Regions from separate parts of the Pan troglodytes genome. Here region 1 is linked to region 2. Evidence: chromatin contacts called from public HiChIP or PLAC-seq data. All regions are on one chromosome and are shown on one strand. Each heading gives the region's core, a stretch centred on a gene start, on an enhancer-like site or on the middle of the called end of the contact. The rest is flanking DNA. Distances are from core to core; before and after follow the strand shown.

Region 1 (3,974 bases), core at 334-2,833, 190 kb before region 2:
GAACCATGGAAGGTTATAGAGCCAGATCTGTTTTGGAAAACCTCATTGCTAAAGAAATGGATCAGGGGAAGCCTGAGGGCAGAGCATCTGGCCAGGAGGAAGAAGAGAGTCGCTACAAAGGCCTGGCAGGAAGTGAGGGAGGAAGGAATGGACAGGGGGCTGCTGGGTGAAGGGAGCCAGACCTGACTGGATGTGGGAGAGAGGGAGGAGGGGTCCAGCGTCTCTGGCTCTGCAATGGTGAGAGACTGGTTAGGTCTGAAATGCCTGAGAGAGATACAGTGGGAAGGGTGCAGCTGGCAGGCTCAGATGCTGCAGAGGGGCATAAGGAAGGGTCCAGCAGGCTTCAGCCCAGGGAGGTGACAGGATTTTGGGGAGGTAGGGTGCAGGGCAAGGAGTGAGGGGGCATGAGACCACCAGACAGCAGAGTGTAGACAAATCCCGTGTCCCTTGGTTGTAAGGGGGAGCAGAGAAGAAAGGGTGGGTTTTGAGGGGGGTTTTCTGATACGGAGACCTGAGCAAGTTTTTAGGCTAAAGGGTGAAGGTGGTGGAGGAGGTCTGTCTTGGGAGGAAAGCCAGAAGGGGCCCCAGTCCAGAAACTGAGGCTGGACTGCCATGGAAGGAGGGCTGGGGTCTGCTGTGGGGGACAGTGGGGGAGGCTGCCTGTGGCAGGTGAGGCGCTGGGTAGGGGGCTACTAAGAGGAATGAGGGAAATGGAGGTGGGTGGGTGGGTGAATCTGTGGGAAGATGGGAGACAGGCCGCACCCCATGGGGTGTTCTCTGGCCTGAGGGTTTGCCTGGACTTGGGCAGCTAGTGGCCATGGGGGTGTGGAGGGTGTGGGTGTGGGCAGAATGCCAATCTTTGCATCTAGTTGAGCCTCCTAATCGTATGGATAGGAAGATTTGGGGTCAGTTCCTGGGAAGGATCATGTGGGTCCCAGGATCAGGGGACATGGGGCTCAAGTCGGTCCTTGGATCTGGTGGGCACCGGCTGGGTCCTGGGATGGACAGGGCATTTGGCAATGATCAGGAAGATGCTGGGATTAATTAGGGATCAACGGGGTATCAGGCAGAGAGCAGGTGGCTCTTGGAATGATAGATGGGGAGAGGGCTTCAGGAGCTGGCGGAGATCGGGCCAATCCCAGGATCTCCAGGGATTAGGCGGGAGACCCAGTGAGACCAGAACGTCTGGGGAAGTACGCGGGATCGGGTGGGTCCGGGGTCGCTCGGGGTCCGGCTCACCGGTATCGTGCAGGAAGAGCACCAGCGTGATTCCCCAGGTCAGCACGGTGTGCCCGGTCCGCACCAGGACCCCAGGGCTGAGGAGCGCCCAGGGCGCCATCGCCTCGGCCCGGGGCCCCACCCGGAAGAAGCGCCCAGAGGGGCGGGCCCTCCGAGGGAGGGGAACGCGGCCGCCCGGGGACTGGTGGATCTAGGCGTTGGGCGGGGCCGGACTGGGTCAGGGAGGCTGCCTATTGGATGGCATCTGCGGCCGAGTCGACCCTCAAGCCAACAGGTGCCTGAAGAGGCTGAGGGTGGGGCCGGCGCGCGCGCAGCTGGTAACTCCCTCAACTCCAGCCCCACCCGCCAGGTAACTTTTGAAAGCGCCGGAGCGCGCGCGCACCTCCCCCGCGCTCCCCTGTGCCCTCCCCCGCGTTCCCCTGTGCCCGCCCCCGCAGCCTCGCGCATGCGCGTAGCTCCCTGGGCGCTTCGAAGATCCAGCGGCTTGCCGTGAGTCCGGGAGGCAAAATTGTACCCATTTCAAAGATGTGATGACTAAAGTCTCGAGAGGGCCAAGGCTCGCCCAAGGTTGCTCTGTGGTGACAGCTTTACCTCCTTGCTATGTATTCTCAGATATTGCAAACGGACGAGAGAAAAGTCGAGGTACGTGGTGCACATTCTGACTATGGGTGATCCAACTTAGGCGGGAGTCAGAAATCCCAGCACTGCCCCTTCCTACCTGTGTGACCCTGGGCGAGTTACTGAGCCCCTCTGAGCTGTTTTCTGTCTCTATAAGGGGGATTACAATAGTGTCTTCCTTCTAAGGTGTTTGGGAGGATTAAATAATGGAAGCGCCTTGTCTAGCACGGGACTGTCTTGCCTCTCCTGCTGTGAGCCACCACCTACAGGCGGACTTTCCTCACCGGAGGCTGCAGGCTGTCCTCCTTCCCTGTGTCCCCAGGGCCTTCTCCACTCAGCCCTGCCTTTCCACAGCACCTCCCACTGATACCAGCATCCTCCTCCGCCTCCCTCTGATTGGCCCCATCCCAGCTTCTCCGGGATACTCCTCTGACATCTGTTGTTTTTCTCAGCTCAACATCCTTTTTTTGGTTGGGGAATCGACTTCCCATCCCATGTGATTGGAGGGACTGCCCCTCACCCCATAGGATGGCGAGCGGCAGGCTGTGGGCTTTCGACTCTGCAGAACCAATCACAGGCCTTCCATGAGATTACTGTCTAGATGCTGAGAGGAAGGAGCATTCTTTTGGATCTCAAGCCTAAGGAATGGGATATAAGGCAACTGGGAGCCATCTTTACGCTGGGTGGAGAGGGCTTACCCTGTCTGTGGCTGGAGAAAATGAGACCAACTTATAAAGACACATAGAGATGGATAAGCAGCACTAAAGGAGGGAGCAAGAGATGGTCTGAACAACATTGTCTGAGCCCTCTAGATCCGGCTGTCCCTGAAGCTGATACTGACTCTGCATCCCCTGGTTGCAAGAGTCAATGAATTCCCACCTTTTTTTTTTTTTTTTTTTTTTTTTTTTTTTTTTTTTTTTGAGACAGAGCCTCACTCTGTTGCCTAGGCTGGAGTGCAGTGGCGCGATCTGGGCTCACTGCAACCTCCACCTCCCAAGTTCAAGCGATTCTCCTGCCTCAGCCTCCCAAGTAGCTGGGGCTACAGGCACATGCCACCACGCCCAGCTAATTTTTGTATTTTTAGTAGAGACAGGGTTTCACCATGTTGTCCAGGCTGGTCTCGAATTCCTGACTGCAAGTGATCTGCCTAACTCAGCCTCCCAAAGTGCTGGGATTACAGGTGTGAGCCACCATGCCTGGCCCCAATTCCTACCTTTGACTAGCCTGAGTAGATGTTTGAGTTGGGTGTCTGTCATTTGCAGCTCAGTCTTGACTACTGCACTGGGTGCAGGATCTGATGTGCTCAGTGGGGACATCCAGCACATTATCCACTCAGCACATAATTCTGAAGCTTCCGTGGGTTAGGCACTGTGCTAGTTAGTATCAAACATCCCAACACTAGTTCAAATAGTAAGGCCAGATTTTAATTAACAATATACTACTGATAGGGCGGAGAGCCCAGTGTGAACCAACTGAAACTTCTGTTTGTGCAGAGGTGACTGATGTTTTTTGTGGTTTTGGTTTTCTGCTTTCTTGAGATGGGGTCTCGCTATGGCCTCAAACTCCTGACCTGAGGCAATCTTCCCCCTCAGCCTCCAGAGTAGCTGGGACTGCAGGCGTGCTCCACCATGTCTGGCTTAAAGGGAGAATGAGGGAGTGGAGGGAAACGGTGAGGGCTTCAGCAGAATAAGGGAAATAAAAAATTCCAAAGGGTTGGTCATGGTAAATGTGATTAGGCAGCTCCGTGTGCTCGCTGGCAATGGTGAAAGTTAGGACTCTGTTCTCCTGCAGAGACTGGGAGACAGAGGCTCTGTCCTTCCTGATATTACATTTCAATAGAATGGCCTTCAGGTCCTTGAAAAAGACACTTCTGAGTTGTAGGAGATACACACTCATCTCAAATGGACAGAGGAAGGATCACAATTGTAAGTTCCCATCCCACCACATTTTTTTTTTTTTTTGAGACGGAGTTTCGCTCTTGTTGCCCAGGCTGGAATGCAATGGCGGGATCTCGGCTCACTGCAACCTCTGCCTCCCAGGTTCAAGCGATTCTCCTGCCTCAGCCTCCCAAGTAGCTGGGATTACAGGCACCCGCCACCATGCCCAGCGAATTTTGT
Region 2 (4,146 bases), core at 58-2,557:
CTGAGCAGCTGGACTGTGACTGCCGGGCTGGGGCCTTCTTTTCTGTTTCCGTGGTGGAGGTCCCTCCCCCAGTTTGGTACCCTTCCCACCACCCCCTGACCCCACTCCCGCCCCCACCCTGGCCTTGAGGCTGTCCAGCGCCTGGAGCAGGAGAGTTCGATCTGGAGCTGGTTTACATTTGGAAAAAACCATGTAGAAACACCGCCCACCCACTTCCCAAAGTTGAGCAGAATGAACAGTTAGTGGGAGGCTGGGCCTCTCCCATCCCCCTCCCCCACCCACCCAGGGCTCTCCACTCTGCCTAAAACCACTGTGGTGGTCTTCTCTCTGATTGTAACAGCAATTTTGGAAGCTCAAAAAAATTGTTTAAATTATATTCCACCCAGCCAGGTGCAGTGGCTCACGCCTGTAATCCCAGCACTTTGGGAGGCCGAGGCAGGCAGATCACAAGGTCAGGAGATTGAGACCATCCTGGCTAACACGGTGAAACCCCATCTCTACTAAAAAATATAAAAAATTAGCCGGGCGTGGTGGCAGGCGCCTGTAGGCCCAGCTACTCGGGAGGCTGAGGCAGAATGGCGTGAACCCAGGAGGCGGAGCTTGCAGTGAGCCGAGATTGCACCACTGCACTCCAGCCTGGGTGACAGAGCGAGACTCCGTCTCAAAAAAAAAATAAAATTAAAAAAATAAATAAATAAATAAATAAATAATATTCCACTCAGAACAGCCCCTGCTAACATTTGGTGAACAACTTGTTCACCAGTTGGTAGGCACTTACTCAGCGCCAGGCCTGGTGCCAAGCTCTTTATCAGCTGCGAAGCATTCATCTCATTTACTGCTCACAGGGGATCCTTCTGCTAGCCCCAAATTACAGACTGGGAAAGTAAGGCCTGAACATCTGGGACGCAAACACAGTCTGCTTCACTGAGTCTCTACTACAAGCTTTCTGTGGGGGCTCCCAGGGGAATGGCTGGCCCAGTCCGAGGGGACCTCAGTGTTCTTGGCACATGGTAGGCATCTGTCTTTGTTGGGCAGTTGCATCAGAAGGGTTGAGGACAGCTGGGAACACATCCTGCCTCTAGTGAACCTCGTGGTTCTGTTATCTGCCTGCCCCTCACCCAGCCTAACCCCTCTGAACCAGGAGCCTCAGCTGCATTTACTGCTCCCCTCTGCCCCCTGGACGGCCTGGACCAAGCAGCAGCTCCCAGAGCGGTGGCCCAGCAAACATGACTTGACTCGAGGCCAAGGCTCTTGAGGGCTGAGCAGTGTCCCCATGCACACTCCTGAAACACTTTGTCCCTTCGCCATTCAGAAGGCATCATTTTGGGGAAGGCAGCAGCCGGTTTTCAGAGCCAGCGAGTGGCCCTGCCAGCTGCTGAGCAGGGCAAGCTGAGAAGGGTGGTGGTGTGCAAGTGTTATTCTCTCTTTTTGTTTTTGTTTTTGTTTTTTTGAGATGGAGTCTCACTCTGTCGCCCAGGCTGGAGTGAGTGCAGTGGCATGATCTCGGCTCACTGCAACCTCGGCCTCCTGGGTTCAAGCGATTCTCCTGCCTCAGCCTCCCGAGTAACTGGGACTACAGGCACCTGCCACCATGCTCGGCTAGTTTTTGGTATTTTTATTTATTATTTATTTATTTATTTTGAGACCGAGTCTCGCTCTGTCGCCCAGGCTCTAGTGCAGTGGCCCAATCTCGGCTCACTGCAAGCTCCGCCTCCCGCGTTCACGCCATTCTCCTGCCTCAGCCTCGCGAGCAGCTGGGACTACAGGCGCCCGCCACCACACCCGGCTAATTTTTTGTATTTTTAGTAGAGACAGGGTTTCACTGTCTTAGCCAGGATGGCCTCGATTTCCTGAACTCGTGATCCGCCCGCCTCTGCCTCCAAAGTGCTGGGATTACAGGCCCGAGCCGCCGCACCCGGCCTGCAGGTGTTGTTCTGACCCCAGCTCCACTGTGCCAGCCCGACTTGAGATGCCAAGTATCTTGGGCCTGAGGGTGGGTAACAGGAAGCATCTCTCTATTCTCAGCCCCTTCCTCCTACTAAGATACCCCATGTCTCCTACTTTCCTCTGAGCTGCAGACGGGTGCGTTAATTCCCTTCCATAATCCTCCCAGGGCCGAGAGGGTTTCAGATCGGTGCTGGGAGGGGCCCAGATAGTTCTCCCCAGGACCTCTTCCACCTTTGGAATGCCCATTACCTGGGGAAGGGGGGTGCCGCACATCCCCCAGACCAACCCTGCATCCCATTCTATCCAGATTGAGGCCTAGAGAGAGGCAGGCGTTCCTCAGAGTTACAGGGAATGGCGGCGCCTGGACTGGGACTCAGCCCAGCTGCTTGGCCTGACCCTCTCAGAGCATAATTTCCCGGCACCTGGTAAGCAGTGGTGGGGGATGGTTTCCAGAAGAAACACAGAGGAAGCAGATAAAATCCTTGGAGATGGGAAAGGGCAAATCCTGGATTAGTTGTGGGGGTGGGGGAGATTAGTCTGGAGGTCACAGGCTGATCTGGCTGTGTCTAGGGAAGGAGGGTTGGGTGGTGGGACCGGGTTTTCTCCGGGTAGGGAAGGGTTAAGTCCTCCCAGGCTCCTAAACTTTCTCCTCCCCACCAGGAGGCCGCGCTTAGAAACCACCCAGTGCCCCGAGTGTCTCCATGGCCTGCCTGAGCCCCTCGCAGCTCCAGAAGGTAGGAGGCTGCAAGTCGGGGCCGGGAGTGTCATGGCGGGGGGGTCCCTGCCGGACCTTCAGTAGTCCCAGTGCCCAACCCACCCCCTGCCCCATTTTACCGAGGACGAAACTGAAGCCCAGAGGAGCGGGTTCCCAACCGCAACCCCTCCTGACTTCTTCACACATAGCCCTGGGTGTCTAGATCACAGGACCCAGGGTGGGGTGGGGTGGGGACGTGTGTGTTTGACCAAAAACGAGAATAAGGCCTCGGAACCCACCAGTTCAGCCCTGGGCGGGAGTCGGCAACGCTGTTGGGGGGCGCAGCGCCCAGGAGGGGGCGGGGCCTGCGAGGGGCCCAGGAGGGCCCATGTTCGTCCAATCACAAAAGGCTACCTCGTGGGAATTAGTGTGCAAGAGCCTTTTAAAAAATCACTCATACATTCCCACGCTGAGACTTAATATTTTCGTATACAGCTCTAGAAGCTTTGTTTCAAAGTCTGTTACAACAGCTACCACGAATCAAGTGCTGGACAGGTTTTTTTGGGAGGGTAGGGAGGAGACGGGGTCTTGCCACAGGCACTCGCCCGCATGCCCAGCTCTTTTTTTTTTTTTTTTTTTTTTATTGAGACGGAGTTTTGCTCTTGTTGCCCAGGCTGGAGTGCAATGGCACAATCTTGGCTCACCACAACCTCTGCCTCCCAGGTTCAAATGACTCTCCTACCTTAGCCTCCCGAATAGCTGGGATTACAGGCATGCGCCACCACACCTGGCTAATTTTGTATTTTTAGTAGAGACAGGATTTCACCATGTTGGCCAGACTGGTCTTGAACTCTTGACCTCAAGTGATCCGCCTGCCTTGGCCTCCCAAAGTGCTGGGATTACAGGCGTGAGCCACCATGCCCGGTCCTATTTTTATTTTTGCAGAGATGGAGTCTCACTTTGTTGCCCAGGCTGGTCCAGAGCTCCTCGGCTAAAGCGATCCTCCTGCCTTGGCCTTCCAAAGTGCTGGGACAACAAGGCATGAGCCACCGCGCCCAGCCTGCCAGCTTCAATAAAGGAGGCTGTACTGCTTATCCCCATTTGGTAGCCCGAGGGCCAGAGAAAGGAGGGCACTTACTTGGTCAAGTTCTCACAATGGCCAGATAATCATGTATAGCCAATCTTTGAGAGGAAATATGTTTCTACATGATTTTTATCAGCTATACTGTGTTCCAGATAGATAAACTATACTTTGTTAAACTAATCCCCTTGCGCTGAGCATTTAGATTACTCCCCACTTGGTTCTGTCATGAAACAAGGCTCAGTGAATATCCCCATATGTATATGTATATCTTTGATCCCCTATTGCGTAATCCTCCTAAAACAATTCCTAGCTGTGGCTCACATCTGTAATCCCAATCCACTTTGTGATGCCAAGGTGGGAGGATCGCTTGTGCCCAGGAGTTCAAGACCAGCTTGGGCAATATAGCAAGACTCCTTCTCTA

What was found. HiChIP or PLAC-seq counts read pairs in DNA pulled down with a chosen protein or histone mark.
Region 1: an H3K4me3 HiChIP or PLAC-seq map of stem cell-derived excitatory neurons shows a contact between it and region 2, with 5 times the contacts expected there. The contact joins the promoter of ZDHHC12 here to the promoter of PHYHD1 in region 2. A contact is called at or near these places in 1 of 7 Hi-C or Micro-C datasets (stem cell-derived neural progenitor cells) and 1 of 1 datasets of contacts at active chromatin or transcription factors (stem cell-derived excitatory neurons).

The regions. Positions count from the first base shown.
Region 1 is chr11:9,730,592-9,734,565 of NHGRI_mPanTro3-v2.0_pri, reverse strand. It overlaps ZDHHC12 (zinc finger DHHC-type palmitoyltransferase 12), which reads right to left and starts at 1,583. Exons shown (of 5, transcript XM_520297.8): 1 at 1,240-1,583. The coding sequence starts at 1,339. LOC104008025 (a long non-coding RNA gene) reads left to right here and starts at 1,670. Exons shown (of 2, transcript XR_682449.5): 1 at 1,670-1,881.
Region 2 is chr11:9,535,427-9,539,572 of NHGRI_mPanTro3-v2.0_pri, reverse strand. It overlaps PHYHD1 (phytanoyl-CoA dioxygenase domain containing 1), which reads left to right and starts at 1,307. Exons shown (of 12, transcript XM_009457443.5): 1 at 1,307-1,993; 2 at 2,255-2,372; 3 at 2,608-2,681. The coding sequence starts at 2,649.